3 separate regions of the Mus musculus genome follow, and all the other regions are linked to region 1. A link is a contact called in public HiCAR-type and promoter capture Hi-C data. All regions are on one chromosome and are shown on one strand. Each heading gives the region's core, a stretch centred on a gene start, on an enhancer-like site or on the middle of the called end of the contact. The rest is flanking DNA. Distances are from core to core; before and after follow the strand shown.

Region 1 (4,657 bases), core at 1,940-4,439:
CCATAGCTAATAACAACCTGAAGGAACTCTTAAAAAAAATCACTGAGACTAGATGGTAAATATTCTCATCCCCTCCAAAACAATAAACCCTAAGCATATCAAGTCGATATTAAATTTAGGCATTCTACAATGTATACCTACTCCAAAGCATTGTGTTGTCATGATAAATATATGTAATTATCATTTCTAAGTTAAAATTTTTACATAATAGCAACACAATTTTCAAAGTTCACATTTCTCACTACTATTTATTTTCGAACAAATTTTTATTTTCTAACATGAGGAGTACTTAAACACAAAGTCATGCTGAAATGGAAACATTAATTATCCTGATTTGATCAATACATGCTGTATTCCTGTACTAAAATATCATGCTTTAATCCATAAATGTGTACAAATATTTTTTAAGAGGGGGGCTTCTTATCCTGTGTGTTGAGACACTTGTTAGAGGAAATGGAAATGTCAAACAACCTTGATTTAATCATTAAACAATATATACTTGCATTATAAGCTGTCATGTCTCTTCCCCATAAATTTGAACTCAAGGAAATTCTCCTTACTAGTTCTATTTTAAAAAGTGTATATTGCTAGTAAAAGCTAGGCATGGTTTTAGGTTTTGTTTAAACAGGAGATGAGATGTATAGTTTCTAAGCAGCACTTCATAGATGGCAGCCAGCAGGAGGCTGATGAAGGAGTGTGAAGAGACCTGAAAATGTGGGATGAAATCTTCCCTAACACCCAGGTTGACAAACGTAATTGACTGACTTGACAAGGGCTTATTGTTCCTGACGGCCCTCCATATGATGCCTTCAGAACTGAAATAAACTTTCCAGCAAAGTATCCACTCAAACCACCCAACATCACATTTAAAACAAAGATCTACCACCCTGACATTGATGAAAAGGGGCAGATCTGTCTGCAGGTAATTACTGCTGAAAACTGGAACCTAGCCACCAAGACTGGCCAAGCAATTCAGCCCCTGGCAGCACTGGTGAACAGCCCCAGCCTCCGTACCCACTCTGGGCTGACCTAGCTGAAGAATTCTCTAAGTACCGTAGAAAATTCTGTAAGAATACTTTAGGGTTTACATTTTTAAAAAAAATGGGGGAAAATCGACCTGTGGACTAAAATCTACCATAACCTGGTGCAGTGTATTCAGATACCCCACAAAGCACAAATCTGGAAAACTGACATGTGCCACCAACCGGCATCTGTGTGTGACAGTTACCAACTTTCTACAGTTTTCTTAATCAAAAATGGTCTAGGTAACCTGTAAAGAAGGATTAGAAAATTCAGATGATCTAAGAAAAGAAAGAAAGAAAGACAGACAGACTAGCACGTCATGAAATTTCAGCCTTTTTGTGCATTAATTTCAAAAACTCTACAAGGAAATAAGGCACAGATGACCACAGAGGGGACTAAAGCCCAAGCTTTCAAAGTGGGACAAAAAAAAAAAAAAAAAACGAGACTGTGGAAAAGTTAAATGTATCATTTAAATAAATACAAGCTGAGGCGATTTGCATAACAATTGGCATCCATTTTTGCATCGGCCAGTATTATGGAAAAGGGGATTGTGATGATTTGTGTCTGTGTTTATGTGAAGTCTAGCTAGCTGTGCAGAGGAGTGAAGAACTGGGCTGCATCAGAAGTCGCCTTCTGAGCTGACTCTCTGGATTTCCTTTGAACTCGTTTTCAACATTATGCTATGCAGCAGCTTGTCTTTGTGTTGGTAGAAGGAGAAGGAAAAACACAGGAGACTAGGCTTTAGTTTCTAAATTAAAGCTCTGCTGGGCTGATTGCTCAAGTGGCTTTTCAAAGGCAAAACAAGTGGGGACATTAAAATTCCTGTTTCTGTAGGACCACTAACTGAGCCCAACACCACCACCGCCACCTTTTGTTGTTGTTGTTGTTGTTGTTGTTGTTGTTGTTGTTCTCAATACCAAATAGAGCAGGTTCCAGTGTATCTTACAGACACCTTAAACGGACTCAAGGTATTTTTGTTTGGTTTGGTTTGGTTTGGTTTGGTTTGGTTTTCTCCCCAATTTGATTGGTATTTAGAGAAGATAACGGAAAATGAAATGCAAAAATCCAGACAGGGAATATGACGAGGGGTCTTTTGTTATTGAATTTCTGAACCTGGGAGTTCTGAGTCCTCAACCTTCCACATTTTTCTTGATAGTGAACCCAAGGTTCAGAAGTTAAACCCTCGAAGTCCCGCCCTTTTTTATACTACCCTATGCTGCCCCTACCGTTAGATGGAGAAACTGCAGGTAAAGGTTAGTGGAGAGAAGGCGATCTGGGGAGGATAAGGATTAACTAACTACCTGAGCCCAGATGCTTAGAGTTTTGTCTTAACTAAAGAAAACAAAACAAAACCGCACTCTTGTTCTAGAATGAGTGAGCTGCCGCTAACTATCTATGAAGCTCAAGAATCACCCTGGAGGTCTTTAATGATAAAATATTAAACTAAAAATAAGCCAGAAATTACAGGTTTATTTTTCACTAAACAGACAATTGAAATACATGGTACAAAAATAAGTGGTAAGATTATTGTAAATTGAAAAATGGACAGAATAAATATTCAATTTAATTTTCCATCTATGAGAATTTCACAATAAAATCATAATTTACTTTGTATTATTAAAAAAAAAAAAAAAAGAATCACCCTGGAGAACATAGCTCGATCTCCCCTCCCCCATCTCCTTCCACGGGATGCAAAGGACGTCGTCCTGAAACATTTCCTGAGCCAGTTCTTTTACAATACACTTTCTCATTTGGGTCTAAGGGGTTTCTTTCTACCCTTTCTCTCGACGTGAAGCCAAGTCATATTGGCACCTCAGGTGGACAGGAACGATAACCCTCTTGTGCTCGCACACGTCCAGAGGACCATCCCTGTCACCTCCTTCACAGTTACACGCAGTAGGAAGACCCTAGAGGATAGTTGGAGGGACGTGCTTTTGAGGGCACTGATGGACAGCTATAAAAAGCGAGGAGAAAAATCGAGGGGAGGGGGGTCTGTTGCCGTCGTGGCGGCGCGGAGTGCGAACACCGCACGCGTCCGGCTGACAACAGGCAGAGCCCGCAGCAGGACCGTGATGAGCCGGGTGGGTAAAGGCAGCGCTGCGGGCCCGGAGGGCGGCGCAGAGGGCGGCGCTGGCGGCGTGAAAGGCGCCTTTGTGCAAGCCGGTGTGTAGGACCGCGGGAGAGGAGAGAGCAGGACCTGGAAACGGGGAGAGGCGTACCACGCTCCCTGCCGTCGGGTCTCCAGCAGGACAGTAGGGTAGAGCGGTGGACTGGGGACCGGCGCTGCAGAGGTTGTCTGCCTCTGTGGCCGTGGGGCAGGGGTGGGAAGAGAACAGTTTGGAGGAAGTTGGGGAGAGGGACCTGTCTCCCCGCCCTCTCCGCCTAGGTGACAGAGAGGCCCCGCTGGCTGGCAGGGTGCAAGCACTGCCCCGGAGCTCACTCGGGAACCGGCATCTGGAGAGCGGCCCCCGGGTGGAGCCGCCCGCCTGCCGCCCACCTGGGGCAGAGTGGCGGGCGCGGCGTGGCCTCCCTCCTGCGCCCCGGCCGCGTGGCTTGCGGCTTATTTTCCCAGCTGGCAAGCGTCGCGCTGCAGACAAGGGAATGCCTGTGGTGAGTTGTTTATTTTGTTGAAGTTTGCGGTGGGCCCGGAGGACGGTGGGGGGGGGGCGAATAGCAGGCAGCGGCCGGGACTGTTTTGTTTAGGTCTTGGTCCACCTGTGTGGTATAAATCTGCCAGGCTCCGGGCTGTGGGGTCCAGGGTGAGAAAGCCCTGGCGTTCCAAAAGCTCCTGGCCACGTTTAATTTGCAATGCCTGGAACCGACTAGAGTCTAAGGAAGGCTGCTCCCCAACCCCCAGCTTTCCGTAGACGCTTCCCCTAAGGGACAGTCGCCTCCTATGACCTGGGAACAGCTGGCCACTGAAGTTTCCCCATTCCCTTCCCCATTCCTCGGGGGTAATGGAGCTGAAGCTTTAATGTGAGAGGAGCCCAAGAAAACAGAGACAAACTTATCGTGGGGGCGGGGGTGGTGTGAAGTTCGTTCAGGGGTGTTGGGTCGGACTGCTTCTACAAACTGGGATCCTGTGTTGGCCAATTTCCCAAACTAGACTGGTGAAAGGCTGGCTGGCTCCTGAGGGAGCCCATAGGAACCCCTGGGGCTGATGTTAGTACAGCCTCGGCTTCGTTTGCCTGGAAGAAAAGCCTAAATACATTAGTGAGAGGGTAAAGCTTTTAAGGCCTTCTTGGGAGTGAGTGGCTGGCTAATGAGAGGTTAATTTTGTTTCGAAGGGAAGGCTGTGCTGGTTTCCTGAGATAAATGGACAGGAAGCACATTACCTCCAAGCACTGGCAAGCGGCTCCCAAATGCTTTTTGCACCTGCCGCTTCTAGCCCTGAGAGCCAGAAGCGAGCCCTACTGGAGTCTGTTAGGGATCAAGGGGCCGGGGATGCAACCCCTTGCACTCTCCGTGGTCTCTCTCTCTTTCTCCAGGGGCTCAGCGCTCACACGGAGCCCTGGGGCTCTTCTCTTACACCTAGGTCCTGCGTGTTCCGGAGCTCGGGGGCATCCTGATCCCGCTGAGCCCCTTCCAGGTGCAGAAGGGTTAACAATGATGTAAGTACAAGCCAGGCGCTACA
Region 2 (4,275 bases), core at 342-2,841, 1.2 Mb before region 1:
CATTTGCTTGGAAAATTGTTTTCCAGCCTTTCACTCTGAGGTAGTGTCTGCCTTTTTCCCTGAGATGGGTTTCCTGTAAGCAGCAGAATGTTGGGTCCTGTTTGTGTAGCCAGTCTGTTAGTCTATGTCTTTTTATTGGGGAATTGAGTCCATTGATATTAAGAGATATTAAGGAAAAGTAATTGTTGCTTCCTTTTATTTTTGTTGTTAGAGTTGGCATTCTGTTCTTGTGGCTGTCTTCTTTTTGGTTTGTTGAGGGATTACTTTCTTGATTGTTCTAGGGCTTGATTTCCTTCCTTGTATTGCTTCTTTTCTGTTATTATCCTTTGAAGGGCTGGATTCGTTGAAAGATAATGTGTGAATTTGGTTTTGTCGTGGAATACTTTGGTTTCTCCATCTATGGTAATTGAGAATTTGGCCGGGTATAGTAGCCTGGGCTGGCATTTGTGTTCTCTTAGTGTCTGTATAACATCTGTCCAGGCTCTTCTGGCTTTCATAGTCTCTGGTGAAAAGTCTGGTGTAATTCTGATAGGTCTGCCTTTATATGTTACTTGACCTTTCTCCCTTACTGCTTTTAATATTCTCTCTTTATTTAGTGCATTTGATGTTCTGATTATTATGTGTCGGGAGGAATTTCTTTTCTGGTCCAGTCTATTTAGAGTTCTGTAGGCTTCTTGTATGTTCATGGGCATGTCATTCTTTAGGTTTGGGAAGTTTTCTTCTATAATTTTGTTGAATATATTTGCTGGCCCTTTAAGTTGAAAATCTTCATTCTCATCAACTCCTATTATCCGTAGGTTCGGTATTCTCATTGTGTCCTGGATTTCCTGGATGTTTTGAGTTAGGATCTTTTTGCGTTTTGTATTATCTTTGATTGTTGTGCTGATGTTCTCTATGGAATCTTTTGCACCTGAGATTCTCTCTTCCATCTCTTGTATTCTGTTGCTGATGCTCGAGTCTATGGTTGCAGATTTCTTTCCTAGGGTTTCTATCTCCAGCGTTGCCTCACTTTGGGTTTTCTTTATTGTGCCTACTTCCCTTTTTAGGTCTAGTATGGTTTTGTTCATTTCCATCACCTGTTTAGATGTGTTTTCCTGTTTTTCTATAAGGACTTCTACCTGTTTGGTTGTGTTTTCCTGCTTTTCTTTAAGGACTTGTAACTCTTTAGCAGTGTTCTCCTGTATGTCTTTAAGTGAGTTATTAATGCTCTTGTTGATGTCCTCTACCATCATCATGAGATATGCTTTTAAATCTGGGTCTAGCTTTTAGGTTGTGTTGGGGTGCCCAGGACTAGGTGGCGTGGGAGTGCTGTGTTCTGATGATGGTGAGTGGTCTTGATTTCTGTTAGTAGGATTCTTACGTTTGCCTTTCGCCATCTGGTATTCTTTGGAGCTGTGCAGGATACACTCGGCGGGGTCCTGGAACCAAGATGTCTGTGCAGGGTACACTCAGCAGGGTCACGGAACTAAGATGTCTGCTGCCAATGCACAGGCAAAACGCTCCGGCGCCGGGCAGGTCCCTATCCTCTGCCCGGGAAAATGGTCACCTGCCTGTACAGGATACACTCGGCCGGATCCCGGAACCAAGATGTCTGCTGCTGATGCTCAGGCAAAGAGCTCCAGGGCCGGGCAGATCCCAATCCTCAGAATTCTTAAGATCGAGTGGCTGGTGTTTTGGGTATCTGGTGGTAGTTAGCCGACTGTGCGCCCTAGCTACCCCGGTACTGCTCGGATTGTAAGGGGCTTGTGCCCCTACTCAGACCGGGTTTTTGCTTCCCTGACTAATGCAGTCTCAAGTCCCGCGCGATTGGATTGGAGCAGATGCTGTGTTCCACTCACCAGAAGTCTTAAGATCGCTTGGCGGGTGTTGTGGGTAGCTGGGCCCTAGCTACCCCGGTGCTGCTCAGACCGGAAGGGGCCAATAGAGATTTTTTAAGTACTTCAGGAATACAAAATAATCCTCGAAGTCTATATTTCCTGATCAATTTAAAAGAAACCTTAGTAATAGTAACATTGCTTTATGTAAAATGTATTAATTGGGAATAATGTATCATGAGTATAAGCAAGGATACTGCAAAACCACTGAACTTGACTGCTCTGGAATTGGAAAAATATATGTGTTTTCATACTTTTCAGGCTGCCTCTTTGGGATAGAAAGATGGGCAAAACTTGAGGAAAGCCTTGCAGGGTTTGAAGAGGTAAATTTGCAGTGGCAATGAGTGTATAATTGGGGATAGTGTGGGTGACAGGGTGTTATTCATGTGTCTCAAAGAGCCCAGAATCTCTTCTGGGAAACATGGAATATGTTACCAGTATTTGGGTATGTGTTTATAGGTGACAAAGAACAGGATTGGCTTAGAGAGAGGTTCTGAGAGAAAAAGAAGTAGTGTCTGGATCAGAAAAATGGTGATTCCAAGCTGTTGACCTGTGTTCTGCTTGATACAGCTTTTCCAGTCTGCTTTCTGTTGTGTTTCCTCTCTGGAGATTTCTCTGTCTATATTCTGCTTGCTTGCCATTCTTAGAGATGTCTCTGTCAAAGTCCTGCATTCCTGCTTGCCCCCCCCTCTGTGTGTGTGTGTGTGTGTGTGTGTGTGTGTGTGTGGTGTGTGTGTGTGTGTGTTCATTCTCCAAGCAGTTCTATTTGTCCTAAAATTTTTCTGCATGGATCTTCTCAAGGAGAAGACAGGTGCAGTCTTTTATTTTACTATCAATCCAGTCATTTAGTCCAGTTTTTCCCTTTGATTAGTTCATGAATCAGCATCCCATGACCCCAATGCTTGGATTCTTAGAATTTAGGAGGCATATTCTTTTTCTTAAAATTCCAAAATAACTCAAAGATCTCTCTGTCTTTGTTAAGCACGGATGATAGGCTAGTTGAGCAGGACTCTGCTCTGAAACTACTATTTTCACCAGGTCTTAGGGAAACCTTGATCTGTCTTTGGCTGATCCTGAACTCAGGAATTTATTCGTCTTTGTCAGCTTAAACAGACAAACAAACAAGTAAACAAACAAGCAAAAACCTGGGTGAAATCTCCTTCAATTACCACTCCCTAAATCTCTTTACCTCCTTCCTTCGTAATTTTCTGACATGTTGGTTCACAGTGCAGCTGCTTTTGTTCCTTCAGATTCATGAAGATCCTCATATAATTCGAACTGAATCATTATTTTTGTGTGTTTGAAAAATTATACATTTTCAAACTCATGTATTTAGAACTCTTTCCCTTAAGTGCTTGTCTGAGGTTCTAGTGTTTACCATTTTGCTGAGAGGTAGCCACACCCTTAACTCCTGGATTTCAACTTTTAATTAATGTAGAGTCATTAATCTTAACAGGGAGGAGTTTCCTCAGAGGAATGTGAAATATTTACATTATTATGCAAGTAAGCATCTTGGCCACAGCTTTCCTGAACTCTCTAGGAAGCACACATCAGGGCCCTGTTCTAGGGGCAAGCAATATTTCACTCTGTCCCAGCAGAGCCAAGCCAGGCTTGGCACATAGGGAACTTGATGCTCCATTGCAGAAGGTAGATCGAGATGTTTGCCACCTCCCCACCTCCTTCAGTTACAGATTTCCATACATTCTCATGGCCATCTGGCTATCTGTCCTCTCCCTCCCCACACCTGATCCTGAACCCTCCCATTGTCCTCCTGTTGTCTCTTCTCCCACCCAGTTCCTTCCCTCTACCTACCAACCGGGACTAGTGGTGGTCTCTTTTATTTCCATATTCCCACTATTTCAGCTAAGGTTACCCATATTGAGTCCTGAGAGCCTAGCCCATGCCAGGTCTCTGTAACTTTCTAAGTGTTCCTTTTTCCCTCACCCATCAGATGCATGCTTCCTTTCATATTGCTAGCCATCTGGGCTTCTCTCCTGTCTCTCCCATACCTGACCATGTCCTTTTTCCAGCTTCTTTTATCCTGTCCTACAGAACTTCCTCCTTCTCCTTCCCATGTCAATTCTGTTCCTCCTTCTAAGTGGGATTGAAGCATCCCCACTTGGGACTTCTTTCTTTAACTTCTTGGATTCTGTGGCCGGTATTATGGGTATTTTGTAACTTTTGGATACTATCGTTTTCTGTGACTATATACTTTGTACTTGGTCTGGGGTACCTCACTCAGGCTAAAATTTTCTACTTTCACCCATTTGCTCCAAAATTGATGATGTCTGTTTTTTTGGAAGCTGAAAAGCCTTCTGGTGTGTAATTGTGTTCTTCAGATAAGGTACAATCTGTTTGCTTCTAGTTTCTAGCGATTACTAAGACTATGAACATAGTGGAG
Region 3 (4,407 bases), core at 1,134-3,633, 1.5 Mb before region 1:
GTTATATTTAGGACATCAATCTAGTAGGAACATACAAAAACTGGAAGGACTGTACTAGAGAATTAATATAGTGCCTTAGCTATGATGAAAATAGGAAGCAGCAAGGGCCAGCTGGTGGTGGTAATGAAAGGAGGGCATTAAGATTCTTTTGCCCCTTCATATGTGGTATGTTTTCCATGTGTGTGCACTGTGTGGAGGCCTGGGTTCATGTCTTTCTAGACTGTTCTCCATTGAATTAAAGATCTTCAGGAAGTAGTAGGGGAGATCCAGACAACAATGTAAAAGGGTAAAAGAAATGAAGAGTCAAAATTCTGAACTGAAGAAAAAGGATTATTAAAAATATTAATGAGATGGGGATGTGAAAAACTGGGGAGAGTGTGTGGGGGGTGGTGGTGAACATTAAACATGCAACAAGTCAAGAAATGGTAACTGGCAAAGAAATGGCAAAGAAGTTCCTACAGGGAGCAGCCAGGGAAGACAGCACTGGTGGCATCCATTGAGTCCAGAATGTTAAGTCTGCTGCCTAGGTGAGTCTTTAGGATCTTAGAAATTCTGGAAGAAAAATCTTTACTCTGGTGTCCCACCATAACTGCGCCTTTGAAAGTTTTAGCTCGTTCTTATCTCCTTTCCTTGCTTCCCCAATCCTCCAATACACTTATCGACTACCCTATTTTTGTCAAGACACTGAGAAATGAATGAATGTGCTGAGAAGGAAAGCCATTACTTAAAGAAAAAGCCAGGTTAATTAAGGAAGCTATAGGAAAAAGGAAGCACATGCCAAAGTTCATGTGGACCTTGCATTTGATGAATTTGTAAACGTTACCTACTTAACTTGGCTACAAAGGCTTAAAATAATACATGAACCAGGCAACTCACATTTCATATCCTATTATGCAACACAGCCCTTACCAAAAGTCAGCAACTCCTAAACAAAGCCTGACTCATTCTAACCTTACATAACTGTCCTGATTTCTGTGCCACAACACTAAAACTACAGAATCAGATTTTGTCATCTTCCTAATTAAAACATTCACAGGTCAGGCAGTGGTGTCGCACGCCTTTAATCCCAGCACTTGGGAGGCAGAGGCAGGCAGATTTCTGAGTTTGAGGCCAGTCTGTCTACAGAGTGAGTTTCAGGATAGCCAGGGACACCCAGAGAAACCCTGTCTTGAAAAACCAAAATAAATAAATAAATAAATGAATTAAAAAATAAATAAAAATAAATCACGGGCTTACACACACATCGTTTACTAGGCCTGCAAGGGCTTATATGGTTTGGTTCTCATTTTCCATGTATGTCCCCAACCATTATATCGAACCTTTCTCTTCTATGAAGACTCTCCCTCCCATCTCTGAGTTTTTGCTCTAATTTGCCTCTAACTCTCTCCAAGGACACCTCTTCTACAACTCTCTCCAAGGACACTTTTTTCTCCGGCAGTTAAGATTCATTGGTTCGGGGGGTGGGGACAAACTTTGTAGTTCGATTAACAGTAAAGACAAGATTCTTGGATTCTGTCTCCATCACTGTAAAACTCAAAGACAGTATCCTTCCAACACGTGGCTACTTTCTATTTCTTTATCCTTTGTTACCTTCACGGTACTTACTATCTGACTACATTGTTAACATATTGATTTGCTGGTCGACTAAGAGGCATCTCCTTTCCTCCTTTGTTTTGCACTCTGCTGTTATATTTGATAGAGAAAGCTGACTTTTTTTTTTTAACATTAAGTGTCTGAGTCTATTAGAGGACTTAACTCCCACCCTCCCCTAGTTTGGAAGCCAAAGATCAATGAAATTTCCCGGGCCACAGAGACGTAAGCACATCTGCAGCAAAAGAAGCTGAAAGGAAGAACCATGTTTAGTAAAAGATAGTTCTTTTTTTCACAAAGCTTCATGAAAATCAGACCTTGGTGCCCTTTACCCAGATCCCAGCCTCGGCAAACAATCCACAAATCAGAGAGCCCTCACTCAGCTCCCAGCGACCTTAGAATAGCAGGAGGAGGACGTCACCGAATGGATAAGCAAGAAAGGTGTACTCCTTACCGCAGTCAGAACTCTGAAGTCATCGCGGCTCATGTACCTAAGCTTGGCTACATTCACCTTCCCCATGCTTGCCCAGTTCCACCACGGACGCTCTCTGGGAAGACGCAAAGTTGCTGGGTAATCTCGCAGGCTTTCGGCGGCGACCTGCCCGCGCACGCGCCCTGTATTTAAGGTGCTTATCGCTAGGTAAGAACACGTGCTCAAGAAGCAGTAGAAAAATGCTATTTTTTTCTCGTTTTTGTAGCTAAAAATCAGGCAGAAGTGATTTTTCAGCCCCTAAATAAATAATTTACGTTTGACTGATTTGGCAAGTTGCAAATGTTTTACATAGTATGCCACGTTACTTTTCAGAGCTGCTAGGACCTGATTGGAATTAAGGCCGGACTTCCGCATGCAACAGTGCTTACGTCACGAGAGGGGCGTGTTTTATTCGTTCCGAGCCACGCCCACTTTTAGTGCAGCAACTGTGCACTGTAAAGTCAGGGAGGGAAATGAGTAAGCGAGACCGGAGGCCAGCAAAACCACTGAAAGGGTGGCCACAGAGCCGCACGCGCTGTCTCTCGGCAGCCCCACCCCTGTCCGGCGGAGGAGGGCCGGGTTAGGAGCTGCCCCGCTGGCCTGGGACGCTGATCCCAGGACGGGTTAGGAGGAGCTTCTGTACGTACTATCCAGTGCTCGCTTCCAAAGAAAGCGCGCACCTCAATGTTTCTTGGGTCCAGGAGCATTTGGGAGGCTTAACAAGACAATGTACCCAAGACAAAGACTTTTATTACCGTACCTTCATCCCGACAGCAGCAGCATAGTAACAAGTGTGACTCATGTGATATTCAGTACCTGTGTTTCTCATTTCACGAATTATCTATATTTCAGTCCTTTAAGCTGCAGATCTTCTCTGGTCAGCTCTTAGGTTAAGCTTGGGCGCTATAAGTGTCCAGTGTTATGATCTGCTTTATACTTGAGAGATTGCCAACGACTGGTGTGTAACTTTTTTTTTTTTTTTTTTGAGGTATGTGCAAACTTTAAGGACTCAGATTAAGATACCTTCGTGTTCCTTCCATACTCCACTCCTTCCAGTTTCCAAGAAACAATGTATTCATTTCCTCCTTTTGGAGAGTGGTGCTGAGTATCTTCCTGGAGTAAGCTCTTTCATAAAGCATAGGGGCAGACAGCAGGCTGTAGTGTCCGTATCGGTCCAGCTAAAGTAGTTGGTAATCTAAAATCATCAAATCGAAACAAAAGATCAATCCTTTTTCATCTCTATGTTCCTGTCTTTGGGGTCTTGTATGCTTGAATACAGGATTCTAGGCATATCTAATTAGGACTTAACTAATTAAGACCGTTGTACACAATGGAATTTTTCTTTCTACATTAACATTAGAACATGTGAAAACAAAAAGTTTGAAGCTTTGATTATCTGTCTTTCTGTCTCCTTTCAGCATTGCTCCACAGAGCCACCACTAATTGAGTGGGTTTGGATCCAAGTTCTGGAATATTGGGGTAATCACAGTCCAGATTTCTCATCTTTTCAATATTGTGGGTTTTTTGTTTGTTTGTTTGTTTTTTTAGTAATCAAGTCATTTATGAGTAAAGGATTTAAATTCAATCTTCCTTTCTCACCATACTTAGTGTGACTTAAGCCAGTGGTTCCCAACCATCCTAGTACAGCGGTCCTTTAATACAGTTTATTTTGTGGTGATTGCCAACAATAGAATTGTTTTTTATTGCTACTTCATAACTGTAATTTGCTACTGTTACAATTCTTAATGTAATGCAAATACTTTTTTGGAGACGGGGTTCCCAAAGGGGTCTGGACCCACAGCTGACTTAGCCTATTCTTCATCCATTCACCATTTATCAAATATAGATACCACTTTTTTTTTTCTAGGCTCTGGGGAAACTTAATCCCAAGTCCTAAAACTTGAACTTATGGGAAGGAGATGTGTAAAAAACCACTGGATGTAACAGAAAAGCCAAGGACTAAGAATGTTGAATTTCCCTTTCCCAGACTTCTCCACTGTAGTCAAACTCATACAGACACATGTTGCTTCTCATAAAGGACCCTGAGTGCCTAAAGTTCTCATTTTTTTTTTAAAGTCTGGAATTCAATGTATTTAACAATCTATGTCATCTCTTTGAGTCAGTTTGTAGTCATGTCTGTTTGTTCTTATTGCAACTCCCTTAGACAGTTACCTATGAAAAACCTTTTAGCTGGGTTGTGGTGGCATGTGCCTTTAATCCCAGAACTTGAGAGGCAAAGACAGGCAAATCTCTCTCCACTCCCCTCCCCTCCCCTCCCCTCCCCTCCCCTCCCTTTCTCTTTAAGATTTATTTATTTTATGTATATGAGTAAACTGTAGCTGGAC

The links. Promoter capture Hi-C pulls out the DNA fragments that hold promoters and counts their contacts. HiCAR-type assays count read pairs that join an accessible place to other places.
Region 2: a promoter capture Hi-C map of embryonic stem cells shows a contact between it and region 1, with 7 times the contacts expected there. The contact joins the enhancer-like site here to the promoter of Rgmb in region 1. A contact is called at or near these places in 1 of 39 promoter capture datasets (embryonic stem cells), 4 of 115 datasets of contacts at active chromatin or transcription factors (embryonic stem cells, pancreatic cancer cells and stem cell-derived neural progenitor cells) and 2 of 9 other capture datasets (liver and pancreatic islet).
Region 3: a contact with region 1 is called in a HiCAR-type map of astrocytes, with 7 times the contacts expected there. The contact joins the promoter of Riok2 here to the promoter of Rgmb in region 1. A contact is called at or near these places in 13 of 39 promoter capture datasets (the 3T3-L1 cell line, 3T3-L1-derived adipocytes, cranial neural crest and 7 more), 7 of 484 Hi-C or Micro-C datasets (CD4 T cells, CD8 T cells, the MNK3 cell line and 3 more), 10 of 115 datasets of contacts at active chromatin or transcription factors (astrocytes, cardiomyocytes, differentiating embryonic stem cells and 6 more) and 2 of 9 other capture datasets (adipose tissue and liver).

What each region holds. Positions count from the first base shown.
Region 1 is chr17:15,829,597-15,834,253 of GRCm38.p6, reverse strand. It overlaps Rgmb (repulsive guidance molecule family member B), which reads left to right and starts at 3,189. Exons shown (of 5, transcript NM_001372257.1): 1 at 3,189-3,633; 2 at 4,559-4,634. The coding sequence starts at 4,630. It also overlaps the pseudogene Gm3292.
Region 2 is chr17:16,994,772-16,999,046 of GRCm38.p6, reverse strand. No RefSeq gene overlaps it. Among named protein-coding and RNA genes, the nearest start is that of Gm51425, 8.2 kb to the left of the region's middle. Within about 2 kb of position 1,591, at least 11 of the 459 cell types and tissues checked have an H3K27ac peak or open chromatin away from gene starts, as enhancers often do. A contact at or near this core is called in embryonic stem cells, where this site is marked.
Region 3 is chr17:17,372,308-17,376,714 of GRCm38.p6, reverse strand. Riok2 (RIO kinase 2) reads right to left here and starts at 2,383. Exons shown (of 10, transcript NM_025934.2): 1 at 2,045-2,383. The coding sequence starts at 2,110. It overlaps Gm36768 (predicted gene, 36768), which reads left to right and starts at 2,499. Exons shown (of 4, transcript NR_168690.1): 1 at 2,499-2,701; 2 at 3,481-3,541.